Regions from separate parts of the Rattus norvegicus genome. Here regions 2 and 3 are each linked to region 1. A link is a contact called in public Hi-C and HiChIP or PLAC-seq data. All regions are on one chromosome and are shown on one strand. Each heading gives the region's core, a stretch centred on a gene start, on an enhancer-like site or on the middle of the called end of the contact. The rest is flanking DNA. Distances are from core to core; before and after follow the strand shown.

Region 1 (2,635 bases), core at 40-2,539:
AAACTAGACTAACATCCTGTAACTGCCACACCATGAACTTAGAAAAACAACAAGCTATGTCTGGTTAAAACCCTATCTGTTCTCTGCTAAGCCCAATTATCACAACAACAATGCAACTTTCAAACATACTTAATAAAAATATGAATTCTCTATCAAGCTGAGTAAAGCAAATGACAGGGGAACACCAAACTAGATTCTTGAGCAAAGAAGCCAAGCTTCTTTGGTGGTAAAGTCATCCTCTGCCACAAGTTGCTGGAGACGGTATCATACGCTTTCCTAAACAGGTTGGAAGCATAGATAATGCAGATGGGGGGTGGGGAGGGTGCCGTTGCCAAACAGTCTTTAATAGTATTCTCTTTAAAGTTGTTTCCAAGCGTAAACGTGGGAAACAAAACACTGCTCTTATTTAAGAGCTAGTCCTTTTGCGTATTCACGGATGTTCTCTTGGCTTCAAGAACTTCTATATTCGCTTAATTATAACACAGACTAGAATGGTTTATAAGTAGCAATAATTCCTAATACTTCTACCATGTCCCTTCCTAAAGGGTGTAGGGCAAAAACTGCCAGGCCTCAAAACCCAGGTAGTCTACCTTACTTTGCCTCAAGTTTGAAAGTTCGAAAGCTGCCAATGAACAGAGAAATACCGGGCTGTGGTTGGAATGAAGAGTAAAGGGCGAAGGACTTCGCTAGCACAATTTCCGGGACAGTCAAAAGTGTGACCCTAGCACTCCTGTCTCTGCTTTTACTATCAGCAGGATCACAAGGATACTATAGGCGTTAGGAAAGTGGGGCTTAGCCTGCCGGCTGCCACTGCCCCTCGGGTCCCTCTTGGATCCCCCATGGGGAGATCGCCGAGGGTTGAGACCAGAGCTCCACGGTCCCCCAGGGAGGAGCAGGAAGGCGCGACCTCAGGGCAGCAGCAGCCACCACGCTAACTGGACCTGTAGAGGCCGCTCGTGCCGCCGCCTCCCGGGGCAACGACGCGCAGCAGGCCGCGCTGCCGGCACCCCAACAGCCGCGGCCCCACCGGCAGCAAAGCCCGGGCGGCTCCCACGCCTCCCGCCGCACCACCGAAGGCGCGCGGAAAGGCAAACTTTGGCTATCGCCCGTTAGGCCTGAACTTTCCCGCCCGTCGCGCAGGTCGCCGCCGTCCCCCGCACGGTGGCCAGGCGGCCCAGCTCCAACCACCCGCACGATGCACTTACTCAGGTTGCTCCCGCAGCGACGGGGGCTCCGTGGCGGCCATCTTGAACTTCCCGACTTCTCCGCGGTGCTGGCGGCGGCTCCGCGAACCGTAGACGCCAGTGGGAGCGGAGGAAGAAGGGAAAAGCAGTCGCGCATGTGCAAAGCACGTAGAGAAAAGCGGCACTCCGAGTCCGCGCTAAGAATCCGGATAGAAAAATTCTGCGTCCGGGGGCGGGGCGCAGGGTGCCGTGATGTAATTTCCGGGGCTAGGGGGCGGACCACGGGGAGATCAAGGCCTTACTCACCTAGAGCGCCAGTCTGTGTGGAAGTTTGAGTGTTTCAGTGCAGGAACCTGCTGGGGAAAAGGAGCAAAGAAAAGGGTCGGATGTTGGTATTGAGAGTGCATTTCTGAGCGCTGATTCTCTATGTGGTCCAGTAGTGGGTGAAAATTGCTCTGTGTCTCTTGTTGCTGCTGATTGATTAGCGGAGAGCTCGTAGACTTGGCCTAATTTAAACACCCAGAAAAACTCCCAGATCCCCCTTTGACCTTGTTCTTTGTGTTATGCTTTATATGGGAATTAAGTTTTCTGCTTCTGAGAAGATTAAGTTGGAGATAATGGACGTTGTCTGATACCGAACTGAGACCAATCTCAGATTTACACACACCATTCTTAAAAGAACAAAATTAAAGCACTTCTAAATGTGCTGATGCTGGCAAACTTTTCCATTGAAGATTTTGATTTTCATCAAGTTCATTTCCACGCTATTATCCATTTGAGAGCGAAATAGACGTTTAAATGCATTCTAAGCTGTTACTGTTAGTAAAAGTTGAAACATTAGCTTAATCATGCAGGAAACGTTTACAAAGTGACAGGCCAAACAGTTCCTTGTTTCTCCCCGCCACCCCCCACCTCCATCCCCCAACCCCCCCATAACCACGCTTCGAAGCCCTGGTATCGGAACGGCCCGATCCAGAGCTGTGGTTTCCGCGGATCGGAGCGGAAGTGAGCGCTCCCCGGCGGAACCAGCTTCCCGGAAGTCATTGGCAGGCTAGAGAGACGCGTGCGTACTGAGGTCCAGGAGAAAGCGTGGGCGTGTTCAAAGCGACCGGCGGTGGTTGTTGCTTTAGTACTGCGGCGGGCAGCTGTAAAGAGGCCTTGCCAGTTCCCAGCTCCTGCTCAACTTGTCCCGCCTCCCGGCCTCAGCCCGGACCTCTCTTCTGCCGCAACGTCAGCAGAGCGGCTTGCCAAGATTGCGTCTGTGCGCACCCCTGGAGCCCTCAAGTAGAGGACCGCCCTGTTCGGTGACACCGTGGAGACCACAGCGCTTGGCAAGCCGCCAGCAGACAATGCAAAAAGTTGAGGCTTTGGAGGCAAGCGTGGCTTTGTGAACGCTTCATCTTTTTCCACCATCTGTGGTTGCTTCAAGTATTATTCCATACGAGATGGGC
Region 2 (2,635 bases), core at 70-2,569, 700 kb after region 1:
GCCTGAGAGGCACTAGACACAAACCTCACCTTGGAACACTAAAACTTCAGAGGTCAACATTGCAAGAGTGACTGGGCAGGGAAGAACACTAAGAAACAACAGGCCCCGCGGGAATCACTCAGGATCATGCTCTGAATTCATCTCGAAGTGTTTTTATCAGAGAAATGGCAATCCCCAACCTATCTTATTGTTTTATTTTTTGCTTCTATGTAGTGTGTATGGTATGCATACATACGTGCATGCACGTTCCTAAATTTGGGTGCATATGTATGCAAGTACATAAGCATGTGCCCACACACAAGTGAGCTCATAGGAGTGTATGGGTAAGTCTGTCATCCAATATGTTCAAAGAAGAGACAAGGAGAGGCAGTTTAACTCACTGGTGAAGCACTTGCAGAACACATGCAAGGCCTTAGATTCAATCCCCAGCCATTGAGATCGGGAGGTTCTGGGCACATGAACCGTGGGCCATGGACAGTCAGAGAGCACTAGGCCAAGGACAGCCAGAAAGTACTCAGAATAGGCAGAGTCGCCCATATAGGGATGAAAAGCCACCAGGTGAAGGGGAAAGAAAGTTTGTTCTTGACTTTGTCGGTCAAGTACCTATCAGATGCTCAAATCTAAGTTCCAAGTCCAGTATAAAAGTCGTCTAAACGTAGGTGTGGCAGAAAACTGCCTGATGACAGGCTGGTGCAAGGAGAGCAGATGTTCTGGGGAACTCAGAGTTCAGGGACTAGGCTGAGTTCCCTTTAAGGTGGTCTGACTCCAGGGTTCCCCAAGTCAAGAAGCAGCCCTAGGGGACTCCTGCCTGAAATGTCCAGGAAAGGACAGGGGGATGCGCTGAAGCCTTTAAGAATGTCCCTCAGAGCCACAAGCTGCCAGCCTCACTTCTCCCCAACCCTCCTCAGCAGCTCCCACTCTCTACCCGGACCCTCTCCCTTGGGGTCCACTCGTACCTCCCCCGACCCCTCTACAGCTAGGCCACGCCCCCAGTTCCCCACCAAGTTCCTGGCCCACCCCAGTTTCTATCCAGGCCCCGCCCACACTCACGAAGCGGCTACACATGGCCACAGCGAGGTTGCGTAGATGCGGCGTTGCCCCCACCCACAGGAAGAGCGAGTCCGTTAGCCGCATGACATGAAAGTGGACGAGCTGCTCCCACAGCCTCGCACTGAAGTTGTGAAGCGACACGTCCGCGGCGGCTTGCGGCTCCTCCATCCCGCCAGCCACCGGGCCACAGCCTAGACCAGGCAAGCGCGGGAGACCAGACCAGAAAGAGCGAGCGCCGAAAAGCTGAGCGCTCTTTCACTTTCAGCTGCGCGCGCCGAGGTGGGGTGGAGCGAGCATGAGTGGGCGGGGCCTAGAACGTAGCCTCCGCAGGCTCTACCTTCAGAAAGGTACTATTAGATGACCTATCCTCGCCTAGGGGTCTGACAGCGACCTCTGGGAACCCACTGATCTATCTCTGTCCTTTTCCTTCTCCCCGAGAGGGCATGTTAGTGGTCTGAAGCCACTCTCAGGATCTCCCTTTGCCCAGACATAGGCACACTTTGAGCGCTTTAGCAGCCACCACCTCCCAGTCCCACTCTTCTGTCCCACAGTCTGTATCTCTGCAGCAAGTCTCTGACCTAGCTAACACTACTTAACAGCAATGGTCCTGGGAGAAAGCTTTAAAAAGGAACAGCATAGACCATGGCGGGAGGACAGGCAAGCACATCCTGAGCTGCTATCTTGTAAAGCACGGGTCTTGATCTAACTTCTCTTTGTTTCCTTGAGTGCAAAAATGGAAATACGAGTAGGGAGCCTTTAAGATTTGAGAAGAAGCTGAGAGTGAGTGGGAAGCCCTATGGAGGGTGGTGATATGTCTGCCCCGGGGACCCTTTAATTTTAATTACTAGGACACTAAAGTGTTGGAATGAGACCCTTGGTGGATTGAGAGAGAAGCATAAAAACCTACCGGCTTTGTCAAGCTTTTTACAGCTGACTTGGAGACTTTAGGAACTGCAGGGAGACTGCTTAAATCTCCGGTAACTCTTATTGGATTAAATTGAGATTTAAAATGTGATGTGATTTGAATATTGTTTGTTGCCCACTGAGGATCCATTGTGAGATGTCTTAGTCCCCAAGGGAAATCATGGAATATCATGGGAGATCAGGGGATAGGCCTTGTCTGGAAGACCTAAGTTACAGAGGAAAAGGAAATATTTCTCTGATAGAGCTCCCAAGGTGTTACTATAAAAGCAACAATCCCAGCTGCTGTGGTTAATATTGTTGGAGGCAAAGAGGGTTGCTACACCCCCTGTTACCTAGATATCTATTAAGGGTTTCTAACCAACTTCAGACCATATTGTTCCCAGATAAAAGACAGAAACCTTTAGATTTATAATAAGCTTGAAAGCACTAGAGCTGGGCAGATAGCTACCCTCTACTATTTTGTCAGTTTCCCTATGGTCATCCCAGAGATGTTGCTGGCAGACATTTCACAAGAAGAATGTGCTTCACAAAAGGACAAACTGGTCAGTTGGACGGCATCAAGATTAAATGTTTCTGCTCTTACAAAAATCAGTAAAAAAGCGAAAAGACAAGCCACAGTCTAGAAGAAAAGTATTTATACAACAAATGTCTTAAATAGAAT
Region 3 (2,635 bases), core at 71-2,570, 520 kb after region 1:
TTCATTGAGTGTTGACTCTGTTCTGTTGGGGGTGGGGGTCAGCAATTCCCAAGTATTAGCTCTTCAAGTGAGAAAGAAGGGAAGAAAAGTTAAACCAACCAATAAGGTGAAATTGAAGAAGAAGAGGAGGAAGAGGAGGAGGGAGGAAAAGGGAGGGGGAGGAGGAGATCACATGTATTGACAGGGTGCACTGTCACTCCCAACTGATTTCTAAAATAACACTTTATTAGAGTATAATCATTATACAGCGCGATGGGTCTCATAATGACATTCTCATTCAAGTATGTCATTAAATATGCTTAAATTAGCAGACTGGGTTTCCTAGACCTTTAGTGTCCTCTGCAGCCTGTGTCTCTTCCGTCTATTGTTATCTAATCTCCTCTTCCCAGCCACACAGGAGAGTTCACAGTTGGGTTCCCCAAAGTCCAGCTCTCTGGCAGTCTTCAGAAATAGTTCCTTCCACGTGCCAGAATTTCAGCAGTAAGTACATGTTGACTGGAACATTGAGCTGCATGCTTTAAAAAAAAAGTCTCCCACTAAATTATACAACATGCAGCTGAGCAAATATTGGAGATGCTTAGAGAATGCATCCCATACGTGTACTCGCAGGATATGCTTTTGGAAAGAGAAGGCTAGCTTCTTCCCCTGTGCTAAATAAGACCAGAGATAGATTGCTCCATTTAAGATTTCCATTAATTCCATTAATAAACTTCTCAGGATATGAAATGTCTCCAGAATGTAGTGAGGCTAAGATGAAAGCCGCATAATTCTCACTGGTGTCAAGCCCAGCAAGCAGGAGAAGATATGCTAATGCGGCCGTTTGCCGCAGGGCTGGTGTTATTTATATAGTGCTAGCTGGGCAAGGGCTGGCTCTGGAGTCTGGAGTGCCGAGAGCATTTGGATCTCCTGTGAGGTGTAGATGTGTGCGCCTGTGCACACAGCATGGGAATTATGAATCCGAGACCTTGGGGAGGGGGTGGGGCAGGCCGCCCTCATTCACGTTTGTATCGAGTATGTGGCTCCCCTTCAAGGTATAGCCATCCAGCATTGTGTTTATTTGACATTCATTCTGGAGCACAGAAAGAAATGGCGATTTGGGGCGGGTGCTGCAATGGGTCGCGTGTGACCCAGCGTTGGAGGGGCTGTCAACCTAAAATTGTCAAATATGCTTCCTTGCCCCTGACCCGTGGCCATAAAAAGCAGCCTTATTTGAGTCTGGAAGAAGCACAGAAGGTTGTTCTGGAAGGCAGGCAACGCTTGGGCTCAGGACCAGGAGTGGGGTGCCAGCCACCGGGCACCTCGGATACGAAGAGAGGTCACGGAAAGCCGGTGTGCCCTGGGCGGGGTTCCTTGCGGTTGTGGGACTTGAGACTGGCAGACGACCCTATCCCCTCATTCCCCGCCAGTGCGGACTCCTTGGGGACCCCTGTCCAGCCCAGAGACCGCCGGGGATCTTGCGTCGGCCCGGGTGTCCCTCTCCCCGCCCCTGCGTCTGTCCAGGCGGCGGCGACGGAGCCCGGCTGGAGGGGGCGCTCGTGCGCAGGAGCGGCGCAGCAGGTGCCGCGGTTACCTCCACCTCGGCGGGGGGAGAGGGGGCGGGCCGGGGCGGGAGGCGGAGGCCAGCTCGGTGAGCCGAGAGCGCGGCCGGCTCCCCAGGCTGGCTGCGAGCTCGCGGCTTCCGGGAGCGCCCGAAGTCCGTGGAGGACCTCCTAACCCGCGGCCGCCCGCGGCTCCAGCACAACGCGCACCGGTGCCCGCAGGGCCCTGAGTCGCGACAAGGGCGCGGGTCGGGCTCCTCCTCCTCCGCGGCCAGCGCGCAGCAGCGGAGAGCCTCGGAGCTCGGCGGGCGCCCGGGCCGCGGCGCGGATGAGCCGCGGAGGCTAAGGGCTCGAACGTCTTCTGCCCGGCGCCCAGGGCGAGGGGGTGCGCGGGTGACATGGGGGTGGCCTGACTCACCGGGCCCGGAGCATTCTCTCCGGCCGCGGGCCCTCCTCCTCGGCGGCGGCGCTGTGCCCGGGCGCCCGCCGAGCTCCGCCGCGCTCTATGCGCCTCTGCGGGCGCCGCGGGCCCTGGCCATGGCGATAGACCGGCGGCGCGAGGCGGCGGGTAGTGGTGCCGGGAGGCAGCCGGCCCCGGCGGAGGAGAACGGCTCCCTGCCGCCCGGAGACGCGGCGGCCTCGGCGCCCCTCGGGGGTCGCGCGGGCTCCGGGGGCAGCGCGGAGATCCAGCCGCTGCCTGCGCTGCACCCCAGCGGCGGCCCGCACTCGAGCTGCTGTGCGGCAGCAGCCGCCCCGAGCCTCCTGTTGCTGGACTACGATGGCTCTGTGCTGCCCTTCCTCGGGGGCCTGGGCGGCGGCTACCAGAAGACCCTGGTGGTGCTCACCTGGATCCCGGCGCTGTTCATCGGCTTCAGCCAGTTCTCGGACTCCTTTCTTCTGGACCAGCCCAACTTCTGGTGCCACGGGGCCGGCAAAGGCACCGAGCTGGCGGGTGCCACTGTCACCGGCCGATGGGGTGACATGGGCAACTGGACCAGCCCCTCAGCCACCCCTTTCTCCACTGCCTCCTGGGGGACCACAAGCAACCGAAGCAACAGCAGCGACACACCACCCCTCCCGTCCCCTCCAGGCAAAGG

What was found. A called contact is a pair of places that touch in the nucleus more often than the background predicts. HiChIP or PLAC-seq counts read pairs in DNA pulled down with a chosen protein or histone mark.
Region 2: an H3K27ac HiChIP or PLAC-seq map of oligodendrocytes shows a contact between it and region 1, with 5 times the contacts expected there. The contact joins the promoter of Psmg4 here to the promoter of Prpf4b in region 1. A contact is called at or near these places in 3 of 12 Hi-C or Micro-C datasets (the A7r5 cell line, mammary epithelial cells and prefrontal cortex) and 1 of 1 datasets of contacts at active chromatin or transcription factors (oligodendrocytes).
Region 3: a contact with region 1 is called in a Hi-C map of kidney, with 6 times the contacts expected there. The contact joins the promoter of Slc22a23 here to the promoter of Prpf4b in region 1. A contact is called at or near these places in 4 of 12 Hi-C or Micro-C datasets (Schwann cells, kidney, liver and 1 more) and 1 of 1 datasets of contacts at active chromatin or transcription factors (oligodendrocytes).

Annotation. Positions count from the first base shown.
Region 1 is chr17:30,223,631-30,226,265 of GRCr8, forward strand. It overlaps Prpf4b (pre-mRNA processing factor 4B), which reads right to left and starts at 1,290. Exons shown (of 15, transcript NM_001011923.1): 1 at 1,206-1,290. The coding sequence starts at 1,246.
Region 2 is chr17:30,922,054-30,924,688 of GRCr8, forward strand. Psmg4 (proteasome assembly chaperone 4) reads right to left here and starts at 1,320. Exons shown (of 3, transcript NM_001129879.2): 1 at 1,051-1,320. The coding sequence starts at 1,218.
Region 3 is chr17:30,748,125-30,750,759 of GRCr8, forward strand. It overlaps Slc22a23 (solute carrier family 22, member 23), which reads left to right and starts at 1,321. Exons shown (of 11, transcript NM_022624.1): 1 at 1,321-2,635. The coding sequence starts at 2,076.